2 separate regions of the Salmo salar genome follow, and region 1 is linked to region 2. The links are chromatin contacts, called in public Hi-C maps. All regions are on one chromosome and are shown on one strand. Each heading gives the region's core, a stretch centred on a gene start, on an enhancer-like site or on the middle of the called end of the contact. The rest is flanking DNA. Distances are from core to core; before and after follow the strand shown. Region 1 has its middle 86 kb from the start of LOC106573597. Region 2 has its middle 7.1 kb from the start of LOC106573601.

Region 1 (6,914 bases), core at 268-2,767, 110 kb after region 2:
TATCATTCAAGCTTCCTCTAGCAGAAAAGCCCTTTAATCCCGACACAGACAAACGGCATGCTGATGACAGAGCAAGAGGTCACACTGAACGATGAATGCTTATAATGATGAGCCAGTCCTCCTTACTTCCCTTTCCCACGTATATACACACACACACCCACGCACACTCACAAACCACGTACGTAAACACACTCTGGCTCCTTCACACAGTAGATTAACAGATATCATTGTGTATACGGGAAGCCAAAACTCCTTTTTCTGATGGAATCACATTTCTTGCCCTCTTCGACACAACTCTCCCACCCCCATGCATTGCATCTCACCTTCATCATTGCCCCTGAACCCAAAGCTCAAGGCAGTCTTACCCAAACTTCTCTCCCTCCCTCTCCCTCCCTCTCCTTTGTCGCCCTCCTTGGCAGCTGTGTCAATACACACAGGGCCTTGGCCCTAAACAAACCCTGGCCAGAGCTATTGTACATGCTCACCTTGTAGAACTAACTACAGGAAGTCTGGACTGACAACTCTATAAATGGCTGCAGTCAGCCCCCAGAACTACATCGATTTTTACAAAATCAATGCCGAGATTGCGCTGGCATATTAGGACTTTGCCATAGCATAAATTTCACAATTAATTGTTGCCTGTGAGGCCCAGCTGTGCAAATTAAAGTTCTCTGAAAAGAGCGATGGTGGTGTGGGTTGTCATATAATGAGGGCCCTCTCTGTTTGAGTAGACTGGGATGCTGACTGGGAGGGCCTGGACAGCTGTCCTCCATATCTCAACCCAGAATGGACAAACTTGGTTCCTGTCCAAAAGAAACGGGAGCTCCCTTGATTTGACAGACCTTCAAAAAACCACATCAGACTTGTCTACTTATTTGGGTTTCTTCTTGGTAAAAGGAAAAGGCAACTTATGGGTCTGAATGACATTTGTGTTCATTTTTCATTTCCCGTTTCTTTGTAGCTCTTTCTTAAATAATTTTTGGACACACTCATTTCCTTTTTGCCCCATGGGCCTTTATTGCTAACATAAATTGCTAGTGCAGGCTTTCTCTCCAGAATCAGACCTCTGGTCAAGGAGTTTAGCTGGACATTATTCTAACTGCTGGACATGATTTATCTTTCATTTGGACATTTTCCTGTCTCTCATTTCCACTTTTGTATGTTTTTTCACCCCGTCCGTTGTTTTGTGTCATAACAAAGTACGGTGCCCTAACCTATACCCCTTCCTCTATTTTCATACACTCTGCTTGGAGTGTGACTTCGTGTTCGCCTTTCCACTCCCTAGTGTTTCTCTGCCTGATTTTCAGTAGAGCAGCGATGCACAAAGCCTGGTAAGTTACTCTCTCTCCTGGTCATGGGGGGTTAGGCTATTTTATTTCGGAAGGCATGTCTATCTGGGTCGTATGACGTCAGTGGCTTGGAGGGTGACTGGGAGCTGAGGTAGGTCTGTGCGTCTGTGGGCCCATTACTGCTCCCCCTGTCCTGCTGTGTAGTGTAGGTGAGTCATGTCTGCCATCTCCTTTATGGGACCAGTGCCACAGTGGATCTGAAACTGGAGAGCCATGTGCTGACAGCCGCCTGCTGCCCCTGACTCTCCAGAATATTAATGGTAGCTGCAGGCGCTGCCAGCTCTCTGTTTCCACCACTCGGCCTGATAACATGTAAAGGTTCTGGAGTTAGCGAGCTCCTCCTGGCCTCGCCGCAGGCTTGGCTCAGGGTCCTGCCGGGATCACAGCATCACGCAGCCCGGTGAGTAACGGGCATGGCTGGGTCTAGGGACACACGCACAGATGCACGCAGACAGCACTTATGCACGCATGCATGCACTGAGGCACACTCTCTCTTCCTCTCGCTCTCTTCCTCTCTCTCTCCCCGTCTCTCTTTTCCTCTCTCTCTCTTTCTCTCTCTCACACACATGCACGCACAAGCGTACACACGCACACTATTCAGGGCTCTGTCTGTCCCTCTCGGCCCTGCAGCTCAGCAGTTAGAGACAATGGGAAAACACTGGGGTAGAGGTACTGCCAGTTGAGGTACAGGGGAATAATGCAGGCAGGCCAGGTCTGGACAGTGGCTACAAAAGTTCCGGAGTATGACCTGCTCTCAGGGAAAATGCCACAGCTACCAAAGACAACCTACAACCCATCTAAACAGCCTGTAGGTAGAGGACAGCCTGAGATTCACACAGGAGTCTCTGAGGCTAGAGGGCACCGGGAGCAGACATGACGTACCCTCTAGCTACATGCAATGATAAGGACTTGTCCACACTTCGAAATAGTAAAGATAAACACTTGCTCTTCAGGTTATTTCATGGCCCTCGGGTTCTAAATTTGGCCCTGGTAAGAACCGAGCACATCTCAAACAGCCCAACATGTGGCTGGGGGCCATTTCCTGGAGTCTCTGACCTTTCTGTCTCTCTGCCGGAGATGAAGATCTGTGAGGCCCAGCTGCTGACACATCAACCAACAGAGAGAGAAAGAGAGAGAGAAAAATAAAAGAAAAAGCAGGGCTGAACAATGCTCTTGAGCGGTGATTGTTGTGACTAAAACCCTAGTGAATGCAGAACTAGGGTACTGTCCCCCGGTCGCCCAGCACAGGAAGCTGCCCTTTTGTATTGGGTTTTTTAACACAGAGACAAAATGCTGACCACACACCACAGACCCCTACATACAGCGCAAGCACTTTAACTGGTGGCCTTTACATTGGTTGGTTGGCTCTCTGATACTGAAGTTAAGTATATAAAAAAAAACATATTTTTAAGAGCTCTTTGAAAATGACCTCCCCTCCTTGTGTGTTGACTCTGTTTGCTTTCTCCAGGTGTTCTCGACAGAGGTCATCTTTTCAACTCTGCACAGCGATAAATCATGACTGGGCAAAGTGAAAGAGGCCTCAGAACTGTCTCTGTCTTACTTGCAGATCTCAACAAAACTCCACTTCCCATGGCTTTGTACAGTATACTGTTCGTCGGCAGTTTTTTCCGCTCTACAGGTTGCTTCCTCCTATTTATTTAACCCCCTAATGTCAATGTCCGCACCCCCCCGGACATCTAATTAGCATAATTAAAAAATCCCCATAAAAATCTGTCAGTTTAAGCTAGAGATCTTTTTTTTTGGCATTGGATGCGTCTCAATCCACCACATCGCCATATGTAACCCTTCCGCATCTGCGGTGAAAGGTGACAGAGCTAGAGTGGTGTTTGTCAGACAGTGAGACATCCCAAAAATCGTTTATCTCACAAAATCGGCTGTAGTATCCGAATGATTTGGCCTACAACCTTTTGAGATGCTCATGTGTTCTCAGTTTTGCACTGAGACCCCCACAAGCATCTTGGGACTCGTCTGAAGTTGGTACAGCCGATCTGCCAACTTCTGTCTGTAGCGTCCGAACAGTTTGGACTACACACCCCTCGGTGTAAAGGTTAGACTGTCACAAACACGTACATGTCAGTTGATTTGCTCTTGGATGCCCACAGGCCTAACACGACTTGTCTGAAGGTCCCTTGGTACCAGTTGAAACAATTAATGGAAGAAGACTGTATATGGAGACTGTTTAGCGCCAAAAATAAGGGGTTAGATACATGTAAAAAATTATAATAATATAATCCTGATCTTTCTTATTCGCCACATGGCCAAAGGTATGTGGACACCTGCTCATTGAACATCTCATTCCAAAATCATGGGCATTAATATGGAGTTGGTCCCCCCTCTGCTGCTATAACAGCCTCCACTCTTCTGGGAAGGCTTTCCACTAGATGTTGGAACATTACTGTGGGGACTTGCTTCCATTCAGCCACAAAAGCATTAGTGAGCTTGGGCACTGATGTTGGGTGATTACGCCTGGCTCGCAGTCAGTCTGTGTTCCAATTCATCCCAAAGGTGTTCAATGGGGTTGAGGTCAGGGCTCTGTGCAGGCCAGTCAAGCTCTTCCACAACAATCTCGACAAATCATTTCTCTATGGACCTAGCTTTGTGCACGGGGGCATTGTCATGCTGAAACAGGAAAGGGCCTTCCCCAAATTGTTGCCACAAAGTTGGAAGCAAAGAATTGTCTAGAATGCGTTTCCACTGCTCCAGAGTCCAATGGCGGCTAGCTTTACACCACCCCAACCGACACTTGGCATTGCACATGATGATCTTAGGCTTGTGTGTGGCTGCTTGGCCATGGAAACTTATTTAATGAAGCTCCCAACAAACAGTTATTGTGCCGACGTTGTTTCCAGAGGCAGTTTGGAACATGGTAGTGAGTGTTGCAACCGAGGACGTACAATTTTTCCCGCTACGTGCTTCAGTACTCGGTGGTCCTGTTTTGTGAGCTTGTGTGGCCTACCACTTCGCTGCTGAGCCATTGCTTGATTTTATATATTATTTTGATACTTCAAGGGGTCTTCAAATAAAAAATCAAACAGCTAAATTATGCTTGGTAGGACCTTCTTAAAATATTCCATATAACTTAGTAGAACCCCGCCTCTCCCGGCTTAGACTCTTCTTTTTTTTTTAAACAGCCACAGCATTATATTTATCATGAATCAATGTGCTTTTTTATGCAATCAGAGTGAACACAGTCTGAGTATATGATTTGAATTATATTAGGTTGCAGTGGTAGAAAAAGTACCCAATTGTCATACTTGTGTAAAAGTAAAGATACCTCCATAGAAAATGACTCAAGTAAAAGTGAAAGTCACCCAGTAAAATACTAGTTGAGTAAAAGTCTAAAAGTATTTGGTGTTAAATATACTTAAGTATCAAAAGTAAATGTAATTGCTAAAATATACTTAAGTATCAAAAGTAAATCTAAAAGTATGAATCACTTCAAATTCCTTATATTAAGCAAACTAGACAGCACAAATGTTTTCATATATATATTATTTTTACGGACAGCCAGGGGCACACTCCAACACTCAGACATGATTTACAAACTAAGAATTTGTGTTTAGTGAGTCTGTCAGATCAGAGGCAGTAGGGATGTCCAGGGATTTTCCCTTGATAAGTGTGTGAATTGGACCATTTTCTGTCCTGCTAAGCATTCAAAATCTAACTAGTACTTTTGGATGTCAGGGAAATGTCTGGAGTAAAAAGTACATTACTTTCTTTATGAATGTAGTAAAGTAAAAGTAACAGTTGTCAAAAATATGAATAGTAAAGTACAGATACCCCAAAAAACTACTTAAGTAGTACTTTAAAGTATTTTTACTTATTAAGTACTTTACACCACTGTTAGGTTGTTCCTTTACTACTACATTCTACATATTACAAGTATGTACCACAATCAGCATCCCATAGCTTACCTAAATATTATTTTGGTCACACTTTTTATTTGAATTGTCCGGATTTTTAATTTGTAGATGCTCTACAGATGGCCATTCTATCAACAAATTGTTGATAAGCAACTGTTTGCTAATGTTCTGGTTAAGGTTAGGTTTAGAATAAGGGTTAGGGCAAGGGTTAAGTTTACGGTTACAGCTAGCTTTGGGGTAAGGGTTAAGTTTAGGGTTACAGCTAGCTTTAGGGTAAGGGTTAAGTTTACGGTTACAGCTAGCTTTAGGGTAAGGGTTAAGTTTAGGGTTAGGATAAGGGTTAAGGTCAGTGTTAGAGTTGCGGTTAGTGTTAGTAGATAAAATGTTACTGATAGTCTCTATAGCATCTACAGATGGACTGTCCAAATAAAGTGCTACCATTGTGATCAATTTGTGTTGGACAACACTCTCCCAACACAGTATCACAGGTTATTGTGAAATAGACACATTACTTATTGGAAATTTGTGATAGACACAATTTTGTATACAGTGAATTTCACATTTCACAGGGCATTGGCCCAGCGTTGCCCGGCTTTGACCGGGGTAGGCCATCATTCTAAATAAGAATTTGTTCTTAACTGACTTGCCTAGTTAAATAAAAGTATATTTTGACTGCCACAAAACCTCTCCATTGTATGGGTTTGCCATTATGTGGTCCATTGACTGAGCTTTCTGACCACAGCTATCAGCCACTGTATGTCACAGCTTCATACCTGTCTCCCTCCCTGGTGTGACTCTCCACCAGGCCTGCTAACAGAGAGCCATCATGGCCACTAGTAACATCCCACCTCCCTCCATCACCCCAAACACTGGCCTGGTAGTGATTACCTGAGCTGTAACAGGCCTCTCTGTGTGTATATGTTTTCTGATAGTGGATAGAGGGGGAGCAGCCCTGCCCGACCTTCTTCTGAAGGGCTCAGTATGAAATGTAGATGGTGGTAATCTGGGCGAACGCTGAGGTGCATTCTTACATGAAAATTACTTAAACACTTCATGGCAGTGTGGGCAGGAGATTTTAAAAATACATTTAAAAAAGTGAGAGGAGGGGAGGGAGGGTGAGGTTAAGTCTGTGCCTACACAGGGACACTTCCCACAGTCTCTGTGTCTCCCAAGCCTGGCACAGGCCGCTGTTCTGTCAGGGCTTGGGTCTGTCTAACCTCAGCCCTCTCCCTTGAGCTTCTGGCATGTCTAGCCTCGCCACGCGCAGGTGGTGCGTCTCCACCTTTCTTTTCGTTCTTTCGTTCTCACTCTCTTGTTCTATCTCTCCCTCCTCTGTCTCCCTCTCAGAAAGTGGGCTGCATGTATGGCTCAGATGTTCCTATACACTGTGACACATCCTTGTGCCTAGGATAGAATGGTCAGTCAGTGGCTGTCTAATGATACCATCTCCACTGGTGTCCATTCTGGTTATATCTCCATGCAGATATACAGATATACTTTAGACGTGCTGAGACAGAAGTAGATGAATGATATTGACAGATACGTAGTTTCAAGTTTTTAATGTCACAGTGAAATGCCTTTCATGCTGAATAAAGTGATTTATCTGAGCACAGTGGTAAAGAGACAGTGTGTGTGTGTATAGTCCCCAAGGCAAGATAAGACATCATTAGCGTATGACTTT
Region 2 (6,684 bases), core at 292-2,791:
AGGCCTATGTACATTTAGATTTAGTCAATAAATAGGTTGGTAGAAAATTACTTTGCAACAGCGGTAAAAATATAACGTTGCCCCAACGTTGTTAATTTGCCAAGCCATTCATGTCCATTTGGCCAGTGATGTCATCATGTTGGGAGGGAGAGGGGACTTTGCGATGAGCGAACACTTTCATGTTTTTCTATGTCCTAGTAACCTTTTTATCCTGTGATGTATTATCATTACTGATCACGCACAGTCAATTCTACATGTTATTCACAGCGTATTACTACCATTATACTGCATGGTGGCCTGGTCCATTGGGAGAGCCTCTTCTAGGGCGTCAGGTGGCCTAGCAGTTAGAGCATTGGGTCAGTAACCGAAAGGTTGCTGGCTCGAATACCTGAGCCGACAAGGTGAAAAAATGTCAATGTGCCCTTGAGCAAGGCACTAACCATAATTTTCTCCATGGCCCTCGTACTACTATGGCTGACCCTGTAAAACAACAAATTTCACTGCACCAATCCAGTGTATGTTACAATAAAACACAGAGAGAGTACCAGTCAAAGGTTTGGACACCTACTCATTTCATCCCCCTTGACGTTTTTCCTATTTTGTTGCATTACAGCCTGTAATTTAAATAGATTTTAATTTGGATTTCATGTAATGGACATACACAAAATATTCCAAATTGGTGAAGTGAAATGAAAAAAATGACTTGTTCCAAAAATTCTAAAAAACAAACAATAGAAAAGTGGTGCGTGCAACCCCCCCCAAAAAAAACAATTTTAATTCCAGGTTGTAAGGCAACAAAATAGGAAAAATGCCAAGAAGGTGAATACTTTCGCAAGCCACTGTACTGTTTTCTACATTGTAGAATAATAGTTTTGATGTCTTCACTATGAAGTAACACATGAAATCATGTAGTAACCCAAAAAGTGTTAAACAAATCATCATTTATTTTAGATTCTTCAAAGTAGCCACCTTTTGCCTTGAGGACAGCTTTGCACACTCTTATCATTCTCTCAACCAGATTCACCTGGATTGCTTTTCCAACAGTCTTGAAGGAGTTCCCACATATGCTGAGCACTTGTTGGCTGCTTTTCCTTCACTCTTCAGTCCAACTCATCCCAAGCTATCTCAGTTGGGTTGAGGTTGGGTGATTGTGGAGGCCAGGTCATCTGATGCAGAACTCCGTCACTCTCCTTCTTGATCCAATAGCCCTTACACAGCCTGGAGGTGTGTTGGGTCATTGTCCTGTTGAAAAACAAATGTTAGTCGCACTAAGCGCAAACCAGATGGGATGGCGTATCACTGCAGATTGCTGTGGTAGCCATGCTGGTTCAGTGTGCCTGAGTTCACTAGCCGTTTGTCTTAGTCATATATTTTGGCTGTGTGGAGCTTTCCTGTCCAGTTATATCCCTCTCCTCCAACTCTCCATCAGTCACTCCCATATGAGCTGTCCATTTTCCTCTGTATCAAGGTTACAGTACTAAGCTGTTCTGGTTGCTCTCTCTCTTTCCATAACACAGAGCACCACAAAGGAATGCATTTGTGTTACACACACCCAAGCTTGCGTCACACAAATACACAGGCACACACACACAGACATCTAGGACTCTCAAGAGAGTCAAGTGATGGCTCAGACATGTCAGTGTACTTTTAATAGCCTGGTAGGTCCAGACAAGTATAATGTGGTTATATGATTGGAAGTAACTTTTATTGGGGGTTAGTGCCAAAGGGAACGGATACCAGGGGGAACACCTTTTTGGGTATATTGTTTCATTTTTCTGGCTCATGAGTTATTTGGAACCTTTTGACAAGCAGTGAAGTTCAGTGGACTTTAAAACAGAATTTGCCCACAATGTGTGGTCTGTCACTCACGTCACCTCCTCCCCCTGGCTAACTTGGTGACCCTCCTCTCCCTGTGTGACTGAGTGCTCAGTGGTTCCCTAATCACATGCCTCTCTGCTGAAGCACTTGGAAAATATGTCATCGAGCTAGTTTCCACCAAGGCAGGCATAACTCCTTTAACACGCTTACACCAGCTCTGACAGGGCCCAGATTCCAGCTCTGTCCTCCTCACGCCTGCATGCAACCTCCATCCAACAACTTCCAGTCCAGGGCACAGTGGTGCTGGCACCAATGTCAGCTCCGGCGGCCTGTCGTGTGGCTGTGGCCCGGCACAGAGGAATAAATTTTTACATTTTAGTCATTTTAGCAGACGCTCTTATCCAGAGCGACTTACAGTAGTGAATGCATACATTTCATACATTTTTTTTTTCCTGGCCCCCCGTGGGAATCGAACCCACAACCCTTGGCGTTGCAAACACCATGCTCTACCAACTGAGCTACAAGGAAGGCTGTTAATACAGTTATCACAGTTATCACGTGCTGATTGGTATAGGCTTAGAGACCACCACCAGCTTGTCCTTCAGAATGTATCCCTGTCAAAAGGGGGAATGTTCCATAGAGGATTCCCAATGATATCCATCTTTCCTCCTGCGTCAACCTCCTATTCCCCCCCGACGTCAGCCCATTTAGGATTTTCCACCCTCATGGTCTTGAAAACCACATTCACTGCTTATCTCTGCATATTATGGCCTGTGCCCTAGCGACCTAATACGTCAGACCAAACAGGGCTACAGGGACAAATATGGTTCAATTTGCCCCTTTCCATTGCAGCTATCTGTTTGTCAGAGGACATATTGTATTTCAGTGGTTATGATTGTGTTCAGCCCCGGCCAGGGCGGTCAGGCATCCCCAAAATGCCGTCATTGGTCAGTGCCCCACGTGCGTTAGGAAAGGACGGAGGTCATTCCAGAACTCCCTACAAATAGATTCTCAGGGGATTTTTCCAAAATGCTATAAAAGATGGAAATGTGTGTTTGAAGTGGTACTTGGTACTGATCGTTCATTGACAGTCAAAGTAAATAATGTAGTGTTGCATCTATGAGAACATACTGTCAGGCCAGGAGTATTACATTATCCATTATTAGGTGTCTGACTCCCTTGCCAAGTATTTTCTTAAATAATTAATTTGGCTAATATTAGCCCTGCATGATAAACACATCCTTAACAAGCAGTTAATGTCAGATGTCAACTGGACGGTAAAAATAGACACATCTGACTAATTAACTCTGAAGTTTTTCTTGGCTGACTGGCTGTATCAAGTAACGTCAACAGAAATAATACACCAACCTGACTAAACATAGCCAGATAGCTATCTCGCTGGACTTAGGCTGCAGTATTAACCTTGACTAGGGTCTTTATTCCCCAGACTATTCTAGACAGTGTGAGGATTTTGTGCAACATCTGTTAATATAAATTATTCAGAGAATAATGCAATCCTAGAAATAAAACATTGAGAAGTGTCTTTGGTGTGGAGAATTCTCCCCTCACAAGTTTTATAGCTACGGGATGCTTTTCTCTGGCAGTGGGTAGTTAAGAAGTCGAGCCACAAATTCCTTTTCGGCTGCTTATGAACTCAAGTCTGTCCTTTTGATCTCTCAAGTCTCCCCTACATTAGTCATATGATATAATAGTGTAGATATAGACGGTCAGTTTGAAGTTGCTGCTCTGACTCACTCCTGGTTTCTCTAATGTAATCTCTCAGGAGTAAATGCTGTTACTGCATATGGATAACATCTTCAGTACATGCCTTCTCAGAAATCATCTATTGAGAGCAGTAAGTCATCAGTTTGTGCGATGTATATGTAACTGGGGAAGTTACGGGTGAGGAAAGATGGCTACATTTGATTTGCATCTATTTGTACAGTAGTACAGTCCCTTTGTGGAATTTACTGGCATATCCTGCTAATGTTAGACTATTCTCAAAACACCTGACTTCCCAGTCTGCAGTCTAGAGTGCAATGAACCCTCAGCTGTAGATTTACAGCCCACACTAGGCTGTTATCAAATCAAGTCAAATTTTATTTGTCACATACACACATTTAGCAGATGTTATTGCGGGTGTAGCAAAATGCTTGTGTTCCTAGCTCCAACAGTGCAGTAATATCTAACAGTTCACAACAACACACACATGTAAAATAATGAAATTAAGAAATATATAAGTATTAGGACGAGCAATGTCGGCATTGTGGCATTGACTAAAATACAGTAGAATAAGGTATATACATATGAAATGAGTAAAGCAGTATGTAAACATTATTAAAGTGACCAGTGATTCCAAGTCTATGTATATAGGATGGTAGCCGACTAGTGATGGCTATTTAACAGTCTGATGGCCTTGAGATAGAAGCTGTTTTTCAGTCTCTCGGTCCCAGCTTTGATGCACCTGTATTGGCCTCGCCTTCTGGATGATAGCAGGGTGAACAGGCAATGGCTCGGGTGGATGTTGTCCTTGATGATCTTTTTGGCCTTCCTGTGACATCGGGTGCTGTAGGTGTCCTGGAGGGCAGGTAGTTTGCCCCCGGTGATGCGTTGGGCAGACCGCACCACCCTCTGGAGAGCCCTGCGGTTGCGGGCGGTGCAGTTGCCGTACCAGGCAGTGATACAGCCCGACAGGATGCTCTCGATTATGCATCTGTAAAAGTTTGAGTGTTTTTGGTGACAAGCCAAATTTCTTCAGCCTCCTGAGGATGAAGAGGCGCTGCTGCACCTTCTTCACCACATTGTCTGTGTGGGTGGACCATTTCAGATCGTCAGTGATGTGTACGCCGAGGAACTTGAAGCTTTCCACCCTTTATCAGAGAAGGGGGAGAGAGAAAGGACCTGGCAGAGGGAGAGAGGAAAGTCAGGGAGGATGAGGGAGGCGGGGAGAAAGAGAGCCTGGGACCGAACCAGAAGGAGACAGGAATGAATGACGTCTCTCTCCAGTGACGATGGTGTGCTATTTGAAGCGTGTGATAGGGAGAAGGCCGCAGCCAGCGCGCTCTACTCCCCTGACGTCACAGATGAAATCAGGCTGCTCTGCTAGCCTTGGCTGGCTGGGCAGGCGGGGCCCTGTGACTGATAATGACCTTCTGTATCAATGATTAGATTACTGCAGCCAGGAGAGAGGAGAGGATACAGGGGAATTGTCAGTGTGCTGCAGGTCTGCAGCCAGTCGCTGCAGAGCAGAGCCCCTGCTCTGAGAGAGAACCATGAGAGGGGGAGATGCAGGGAAAGAGAGAGATTGCGAGGAGAAATGGAGTAAATAAAGACTGCATGAAGAGAGCGAGAGAAAAAAGGGGGAGGAGTGCCCGTCCAGTGCTGATTAAATTAGCCTAGCTAGTCCAACGCTAAGCCCAGGATAATCAAGGATTAGTGGCCAGGGGATTCTGCAGAGTCCAGGCATGTAGGTGTGGATGTGTTCATGCATGTGTGTGGGAGGAGGGTGAGTGGGTGGTTTCTCAACTTGTTTGGACCGAGATAGGAAATGGGTGTATCTTGTACTGATCATTGTGTACTGTACACAGTATATCTGTGCACAGTATCTGCATCAGCCCTGATACTGCCTAATTCAGCCCTGAACCTTAGTCACTGTTACTAGCCGGCTACCACCCAGTACTCTACCCTGCATCTTAGAGACTGCTGCCCTATGTACATAGTCATTGAACACTTTTCACTTTAATGTTTACATACTGTTTTACCCACTTTATATGTATATACTGTATTCTAGTCAAGGCTCATCCTGTATAACTACTGCTGTACACACCTTTTCTATTCATATACTGTCCATACTGTCTATATTCAGGACTCTGACATTGCTCGTTCTGATATTTCTTAATTTCTTTCTTTTAACTTTTTGGATTATGTATGTATTGTTTTGTATTGCTCGGCATTACTGCATTGTTCAAGCTAGAAATATAAGCATTTTGCTGCACCTGCAAATGTGTGTACCTGTACACTTCGATTTGACCTATTATATGTACTTTGCTCCTTTAGAAAACACAGGAACAGCAACATGGCAGTGTCTATTATGTCAATGACCGCTGGCTGGAAAGGTGTGGTAAAACTAATGGGATTTATATTCATAAGGCCAGTCTCAAAGAAGTCACTAAGACTTAACAGAAGAAATGAGTGATGTACCAGAAGTTCATTCCTCAGTGCCAAGGTGTCCCATGTTCTACTCTGCCGGGCACTTCCCATTCCATGAACTGACGTTTAACCTTTTTCCAGTCCACACTATGTCCCTATGACACACTGCATCTGGCTGCCAAACAAGCATATAAACAAATTGAGTTAACACCCTCCCGGCGTGACCAATTTCACCGCTATAAAGGTTCTTATCGAGCTCGGGTGGGCGGGGAGTCTTTTTGTGGTGCCTTTCAATGTGACAACACCACTGCCATAAAAGGCAGCAATTATCAGGTCCACTTTGTGGGGGTGTTAAGTTTACGACGTTTGGATCTGGCTGTGCTCTGTAAGAGTGGCTGCTGGGATGGAGGGGTGATGTCCGGCTGAGGAGCCAGTCAGGGTGTCCAACTGTCTGCCTTCCGAACTGGGATGTGCTGTGAAATAAGATAAATTATTATGGCTCAGGACATGATCTGAAAACAACACCACCAGCTTTGAGTCATTTCTTGGTGTTTGTCCAATGATGTAGCAGCAGTACACTACATACTGAACCAAATAGTTAGAATTCAAGTCAGAATTCTTAGTCATGGATGGTGAGGTAATTGATGTTTTGATAGCCATCATTGACAGTGCTGCCTGGAGGGCCAAGCTCATAGCTCCACACTTCTCTTCCTGATT

Evidence for each region. A called contact is a pair of places that touch in the nucleus more often than the background predicts.
Region 1: a Hi-C map of muscle shows a contact between it and region 2, with 3 times the contacts expected there. The contact joins two enhancer-like sites. A contact is called at or near these places in 2 of 3 Hi-C or Micro-C datasets (gill and muscle).

What each region holds. Positions count from the first base shown.
Region 1 is chrssa16:38,463,199-38,470,112 of Ssal_v3.1, forward strand. No RefSeq gene overlaps it. Among protein-coding and RNA genes, the nearest start is that of LOC106573597, 86 kb to the right of the region's middle. Within about 2 kb of position 1,518, at least 2 of the 13 cell types and tissues checked have an H3K27ac peak or open chromatin away from gene starts, as enhancers often do. A contact at or near this core is called in muscle, where this site is marked.
Region 2 is chrssa16:38,351,995-38,358,678 of Ssal_v3.1, forward strand. No RefSeq gene overlaps it. Among protein-coding and RNA genes, the nearest start is that of LOC106573601, 7.1 kb to the right of the region's middle. Within about 2 kb of position 1,542, at least 2 of the 13 cell types and tissues checked have an H3K27ac peak or open chromatin away from gene starts, as enhancers often do. A contact at or near this core is called in muscle, where this site is marked.